Regions from separate parts of the Ovis aries genome. Here region 2 is linked to region 1. A link is a contact called in public Hi-C data. All regions are on one chromosome and are shown on one strand. The core of a region is the stretch at or near the end of the contact, and the rest is flanking DNA. Distances in the headings are between cores, read along the strand shown. Region 1 has its middle 95 kb from the start of RXRA. Region 2 has its middle 3.3 kb from the start of TRNAG-UCC.

Region 1 (3,597 bases), core at 178-2,677:
CAGCCCCGGGGGCCTGGAGAACCAGAGGGTCACCTCGCCAGTGAGGGACCCTGGCTCAGGGGCTCCCTGGCCGTTGACCCCAGCCTCAGTAGGCCCTGGCCCAGCTCTGGACACGGTGTCTACGGGCAGACCCTGCAGGGGCATCTGGGAGGTGTAAGTGGACCCCGAGGAAGGCTGCCTCTGATGGCTGCAGGGCCTGAGGGGCTGTTGGGAGTCTCTAGGGAAGACCAGGGCAGGGCCATGGCCGAGACGACCTCCCCAGGCTGAGGGTCCCCCGCGCGTTGTCCAGGATGCAGGCCCGAGGGAGCACCCCTGGGCTGGAGTGCCGATCCTGGAAGAGCAGAGCGAGGGGGGGGGGGCAGTGGGCAGCGGCCCGAGAGGAGGAGGAGTCCAGGGCGCAGGGCTCACACCTGACCTCTTGCCAAGCGCTGTGCCTGTTGAAGGCCCCCAGTTACGCGGAGACCCTGGGCTGCCCACGGCCACTGCCAGGCAATCTGGCTCCTGGCCTCCCTGCTGCCTCCAGTTGCCATGGTGAGCCCGGCCCAGGGCAGTCCCCCTGGACCACAGATGCTGGGCTTGATAAGTTTATCTGCCTCAGGATCCGGTGACGAGCTGAGTGAGCAGGGCTGGGGAACCTCAGAGGCGAGATTGGGGCATTTGGACGGGACTGTCAGGCATCCCCGTATGGCAGGTTCCAAGCTGGGTGCTGGAGCCCGGTGACAGGAGAGAGCGGGCCCTGCTATCGTCAGGCAAGCAGTGTGGTTGGAGAAAGGCCTCTGTGGGAAAAGGAGGGAGTCCTAGGAAGAGGGGGTGAGCCCCCAGAGAGGCCCTGACACCCAGCAGGGGACGCAGAGGACAGAAGGAGCGGGGGTCATCACTGGGCCTGAGCGCGGCAGCAGCAAGGGATGAGAACCGAGCAGAGGCGGCCAGTGGGGCTGAGACCTCAGGCAGGAAGGGGCCGGAGTGTGGAGGGCGTCAGGAGACGGGACGCACGGCAGTTCTCGTCCTCTGCCCCCTGATGCCCACGCGGTCTCCTCTGCCCGCGCGCTTGGGGCCCCTCTGCAGTGCCGAGGGCTGACCCCCAGCTGAAACAGGCCGCTGCTGCCTGCCAGCCTGGCTGGGCGCGGACTTCCATCCCTCCCGTCCCTGGGTGGGGGGGGCGATCTCGAGGGCTCAGAGAGGTGGAGTGGCCTGGCCATTTTACCCAGCTGTCCCCCAGCCTCAGAAGCCATCTGGGGATGCGGGGGACCCCAGAGGAGCTGGGAGGGGCCGCACCCCCGGGGAGGAGTCCTGAGACGGATGGACGGCAGGGCCCGGAGCAGGGCCGGCCCAGCCCGCGACCCCCGACCACCGTTTGGAGGAGCTCAGACAACAGACGTGTCCGCGCCGGGTGGCCCCGGTGCGAGGCAGCACTGCCCCCTGCTGGACGCGCAGGGCAGAGGCCGCGCGGGGCCTTCCCGTCTGGCAGGTGCCCACTCCTGGCCCCTGGAATCGCCGGGAGCCTCGGAACTCCGCGGGCCAGGCCACGCCCTCGTCCGATTACGCCAGAGGGTCGGGGTCGGGGCAGAGGGGGGCCACCCCGCTGGGCCGCGGAGCCCACTGCGCGCTCAGCCCGGACTGGGAGTGGGCGGGCGCTGTCCCCTCTGGACCTCAGCCAGTGGGGACAGACACCACCTCCCAGGGCCGCTGTGCCGAGGTGGGCGAGACCTCAGTCATCCAGAAAAGACCCTGAGGTTGCCACATCCTGGGTCATTTTCCTGGGACAGGGCTGTCCCTCGGGCACAGGCCTGGCAAGCGTGGGGGCTGGAGGCCTCCGCCTCTGGTCTGGGGCCACATCTGGAGGAGGTCGGGGCTGTGGGCCGGTTCCAGGCCGGGGGACCAGGAGGGTCAGCGTTGTGATGCCCTTGACGGTGGAAGCCCCAGGGAGGTCAGAGCTGCCAGTGGGGGTGGCAATCCCGGACTGTGGGGGCCTTGGTTCCTCATTCATTCACGCACTCACAGACCACACTTACAGGCCAGGCTCCACCCTGAGGGGCGCTCTATCCCACCCCCCTGGGCCCTGACCTAACCTGGGGGCTGGCTGCAGACTGCGACTCAGAACCTGAGAGCCGGCACTCGGCACCCTGCGAGCGAGGCTGGGAAAAACCCAGTCCGCCAGAGGCGCGCTGTTGGCTCTCATGCTTCTGAGGCAGAGGTGGGTCAGGAGCGTCCAGGGAATCCAGGCCCACGGACCCGAGGGGCTCGTGGCGGAGGCAGGGGCGGGATCGCCGAGCTCGGCTTTGCTGGCTGCGCTGCCCCCGGTTAGGGCCCACCCAGCTCCGGGAGCCCGCTCTGCCTGGGGGCCTGAGGTCCCTGAGCTGCCTCCACGTTGGGCCTCTGTCCTCCTGCCCCTCTTTCTCTGCAGTGGCTGCTGGGGCCCTCCAGGAGGCCCGAGGCTCGGGACGCCAGGCCTGGGGTCCGCCCCCAGCTGGACCTGGGTGGACAGAGCGTTTCCCTCCTGGGCCTCAGCCTCCCCTCTGCGGACGGGGGACAGCCGCAGTGGGTACAGGCCGTGCAGGCGTGGAGCAGAGCCGAGACCACTGGCGATGTGCAGCCCCGTTGTTCGGGGAGGAAACAAGCCAGGGGAGGAGGTGCTGGCCCACCTTCAGCTCCAGCAGTGGGACCCCGGCCCCTGAAGTCTGGGCGGCGCTCCCGCCTGAGCTGGCCCGGGTGCCTGCCGGGGAGGGCCAGGTGTGAGCCCGCCCGGCCGCCTGCCTGGATTCCAGGCTGCCCGGTAGGACAGGTGGGGCCCCAGGGGGGCTGGTGGGGGCTGGTGGGGGTGCCTGGGGGCTTCCCTTCCACCCGCTGCCAAGCCCTCAGGAGGCGGGGTAGGGCCCGGGCTGGGCGAGGGGCCCACTCTTCGCTTAGCCACCAAGGCCCTTGGAGAGTGCAGACTGGGGAGAGGCCGCTGCAGCAGGACTCTCGGGGGCCCCTGCACCCTGAAGGTGGAGGCCGCCTGCTCTGGGAAGCAGTTTCTTACAAAACTCAGCAGCGTCTGGTGACCCCACCCATAGGTGTCGATGCAGCCGATTTGAAAACGCGTGTCCGCCCCCAGCCTGGCATACGGACCTTTGCAGCAGCGTTATTTGTAACCACTGACAACGGGAAGCAACCAAGACGTCCTTCAGTAACTGAATGGACAAGCAGACTGAGGCCCCTCCAGACAGTGGAACACTCTCAGCAATAAAACGGAATGAGCTGCCAGCCACGGAAAGGCGCGGATGGATCATAAACGCATACTGCTAAGTGAGAGAAAAACCACACGGTTCCGTTTATGCACCATTCCGGAAAAGGCATCGCTCTGGAGACGGCAGACAGATCAGTGGTTCCGGTGGGGTGGGAGTAGTGGAGACGCGGGGTTTTTAGGGCACCGAAACTCTTCTGGCGGCTCCCTGACACTGTACTTGTCCAAACCACAAGACTCTTCTGCACAAACACTGAGCCTTACTAAAGAGAGTTACTTGGGAGGTCAGGAGACTCCCAGGACGGCATGCAGACTGTGGCCGGGCAACCTTCCTGAAGGAGGGGAGGCAACAGCGGCTGAGCTGGCAGCCTTGG
Region 2 (3,509 bases), core at 915-3,414, 220 kb before region 1:
AGACCCAGAGATGGAGTCTGGGCAGCTGCAGAGGCATTGCGGGGGGCCGGGGGCTGGGTTGGATTCTCAGGGCATTAGTGGGCAGCGTGCAGGGCATGGCCCCGTGGGTCACCGCGGTCATCAGGAGGGGTGCGGGGCTGGCCTGCACGGGAAGGAGTGGCCTCTCCACCTCAGTGCCCGTCCCCTCACGGCCCCTGCCCTGTCTATCCGTCCATCCTTGGTGCTGCACTTAAGGAGGCTGGCGGGAGCCCTGCCTGTGTGTCTCCAGGGGAAAGGCCGGCCCAGAGCCCGCTCCTCCCAGTGGAGCCCGCTGGCCCCAGATGTGGGAGAAGCTGCGCTGGAGAGGAGCGTACGTTGAAAATTTGGGCTCGCGGCTCTGGGTACGCGCGCTGGATGGCGGGGCCCAGGCTTGGGCCACCACTGTGCCTGGCTTAGAGGGGGCTGGGGGGGTCCCCTGGGGGTGATGAGCACAAGGTGTCTCCCTGGGGCTGCCCCGGGTGACGGAGGTGGGGAGGGTCACTGCCGTCGCCTCGCCCCACTTCCGGCATCTCCGCCCAGCCTGGGGTGGAAATGGCAGTGTTCACACACGGGGCCGGCTCTGCGCCATCTCGGGCCTCCCCAGAACCCCGAGGTTGGGGTGTCCTCCCCTTTGAGGATGAGGAAGCAAGCACCGGGGGGGGGTCACGGTAGAGCAGGGGTGGGTGTCATCCTTGGGGTCACGTGCCCCAGTCTGGCCTTCGTGTGCACAGTGAGGGCTCAGCCCCGGAGGCAGGCGTGACTGAGAAGGTCCCATGGGGGCTGGGGTGGGGGGCGGTGGGGGGGGGCACCCCGATGCTGCTAGCCCCAGCCTGGCTCCCTGAAGCCTCCTGCCCTGACCCAACGACCCCGCCCTTGCCCCAGCAGCCTCTGCTATTTCCGGCCTCTCTGAGCCTCGGCCCGGTCACGTCCCTGGTTCCCTGCAGGCTCCACACTCAGCCTGCTGCCCGCAGAGACTACAAGAGCCACACTGGGCCCCTGGGCTCACTGCAAAGCCAGGGAGGTGGTCCCTGGGTACCTCCTGCTTAGCTGGGTCAGATGCTGGAGGGTGTTCAGAACCTAAGTAAAGGCAGGCAGGCCCGGTCCTTCTCTCTGGGACTGTCTGTCCAGGGCGGCACATGGCTGCCTTCAGCTCAGACTCTGGGGTCCCACCCACCGGCCTGAATCTCCATTTAGTCCTTGGAGGCAAGCGAAGCTGCCTGCCTGGGCTCCAGCAGCTGCTGTAACAAGGCCGCACAGACCAGGGGCCTGAACACCACTACTGGTCCTGGAGGCCTGAGGCCTGAGATCCAGGTGTCGTGGGGCATCGCTCCTCCGGGGGCTCCTGGGCAGGGTCCTTCCCACCTCCTCCAGCATCTGGCGGCTGCAGGTGTCCTTGGCTTGTGGCCGCACCTCCTCCTCCGTCTCCACGTGGCCCCTCCTCTTGTCTCTCATAAGGATACCGGTCACTGGTTGTAGCCCCCCTCCCTCCCCTCATCCCCCCGGAAATCCACGACAATTCATTTTGAGATCCTTAACGTAGTTACATCTGCCAAGACCCTTTCCCCCATAAGATCGCCTATATCCCTAGGATTCCAGGGACACATCTCTGTGGGGCCGTCAGTCAGACCACTGCCCTCTCCAGCCTCAGTTTCCGCGTCTGTGAATGGGCCCCTCTTGGAGGCCGGGTAGAGCTGAGCAGAGCCCGGACCCTCCAGGGAAGCAGCTCCTCTGCAGGGGTCTGGACCTGGGCTTCGGCCCTCCTCTATCCCCTCTAGACCTTGGGGAAGCGGCTCCTGCATCTTTGAAACCGCAAGGTTCCTGCTGGGTGTTGGTGTCATAGGCCTTTCAGACTCTGAGACGAGCCTGTTTCCCAGAAGAATGCAGCTTTGTTTCTGGTTCCAGGGGCGCAAAGCTCTGCAGAATCTGGGTTCATTTTGTGTTTTCCGTAGGGCCCAGAAGGACACGTGGAGGCTGGAGGGGCTGTGTGGGCAGCTGGCCCCCCAGCCCCACCTCCCTCAGGCCAGCTGGGGGGCAGAACGGCCCTGCAGCCCCTCCGAAAGGCCGCGCCTGGAGAAGAGGGCAGACGTCACTGGAGGGTCCGTCTTCTGGTCTGAGGACAGGACGGGAGGGACCGGGGCCAGGCAGGCCTCCCCCAGGGCCCCTTGGCCCCGAGGGGGTTACCGTGGGCCTTGTCCTTGCAGGCGGGCAGCTCCCCCAGCCTGCAGCCCTTTGGCCAGGGCGAACCCCACGGCTCTGCCCACGTCCCTGCAGGCCCGGCTGCTGCGCCCGCTGGTCAGCCGGCTGACGTGCTGTGTCCACGCATCCCTCCCGCCCTGTCCTCTTGTTTATTTAGCCTGGAGTAACCTTGGTGTTGCCTGTGCTCAACTGGGGAGCAGCGTCCTCCGCACTTGGCCCGTGACCTTGGGATGCTGGGCCCAGTTCTCTCCTTTCATTCCGGGCTGGTGGCCAGAGTGGGCCCGAGGGACCCGAACACGCGGCCCTGGGCTGACCGCAGCCGCCAGCAGAGCATGGACTGAGCGTGGCTGGGTACTCCTCTGTAAGAGGGAGTGACCCCACCGGATGTGTGCACAGGAGGCGTGATCCTGAGCGTGGCAGGCACTTCTGTGGGAGTGAGGGTGCACCTTGGGATCTGGGGCACGAGTGGGCCCTCAGCTGGCAGCTCTCGGGGTGAGAGGATGTCTGGCACGGGTGGGTGCTCCCAAAGGAGGAGGCCTGTCATAACACGGGGTCAGAGGCGGTGTCGGGGGCCGACTTCAGCCAGGAGGTCAGGGAAGGCATCTCGGGGTTCAGCTTCCATCTAGAAGTGAGGGCGGAGCCAGACATCAGGGCCCTGGAGAAAGCGAATCCAGGCCCCGGCCGGCACGTGCCAAGGCCCTGCGGTGGGGTGAGCTTGCCGGACGGACAGAGGCTGAGGCTGGATCGGGGAGTCGGGAGCTGCTGTCCCCGGGCGGGCCTCCCGGGCCCTGACCCCCACCCCGGGAGTCTGATGTCTGCCGTGTGGCCCTGAGTCCGTCCGTCTCACCGGCCCTCACGTCCCCCGCTCAGCTTCTCAGTCCAGAGTGAAGGTTGGATGGACCCGGTGGCCCTGCCCCGCGCCCTGCCCGGGTCGCTCCTGCGGGGTCCGCCTGCTGACGGCCGCCCCGTCAGGCCGCCTCCCCCCGCGGCGTCCCCGCTTCACGGCTCGGTCACAGCCGAGCTGTCCTCCCGCCGCTCTGCCGGTCACGCTGCCCCTCTGTTCCGCGTAGCCGGGGTCCTCTTGCCGCCCTCGGCCCGGACCCGCGCGCCCAGGAAGCCCTGCCCCGCTGCCCGCAGGGCCGGCCGCGTGGCGGGGTGGCGCGTGCGGCCCAGCCCCAGGCCCTCGCTGGCGGCCTGTTCAGGCGTGGAGAAGCCGCTCGATCACCGTGAGGTTTCAGAGTCCGCCGCCTGTAACTGAGCCGGCGCCGCGGCCTCTGCTCCGGGAGACCAAGCCA

What was found. A called contact is a pair of places that touch in the nucleus more often than the background predicts.
Region 2: a Hi-C map of liver shows a contact between it and region 1, with 5 times the contacts expected there. The contact joins two enhancer-like sites. A contact is called at or near these places in 12 of 16 Hi-C or Micro-C datasets (blood, hypothalamus, liver and 6 more).

The regions. Positions count from the first base shown.
Region 1 is chr3:1,845,416-1,849,012 of ARS-UI_Ramb_v3.0, reverse strand. No RefSeq gene overlaps it. Among named protein-coding and RNA genes, the nearest start is that of RXRA, 95 kb to the left of the region's middle. Within about 2 kb of position 1,427, at least 6 of the 54 cell types and tissues checked have an H3K27ac peak or open chromatin away from gene starts, as enhancers often do. A contact at or near this core is called in hypothalamus and liver, where this site is marked.
Region 2 is chr3:2,067,961-2,071,469 of ARS-UI_Ramb_v3.0, reverse strand. No RefSeq gene overlaps it. Among named protein-coding and RNA genes, the nearest start is that of TRNAG-UCC, 3.3 kb to the right of the region's middle. Within about 2 kb of position 2,164, at least 9 of the 54 cell types and tissues checked have an H3K27ac peak or open chromatin away from gene starts, as enhancers often do. A contact at or near this core is called in hypothalamus and liver, where this site is marked.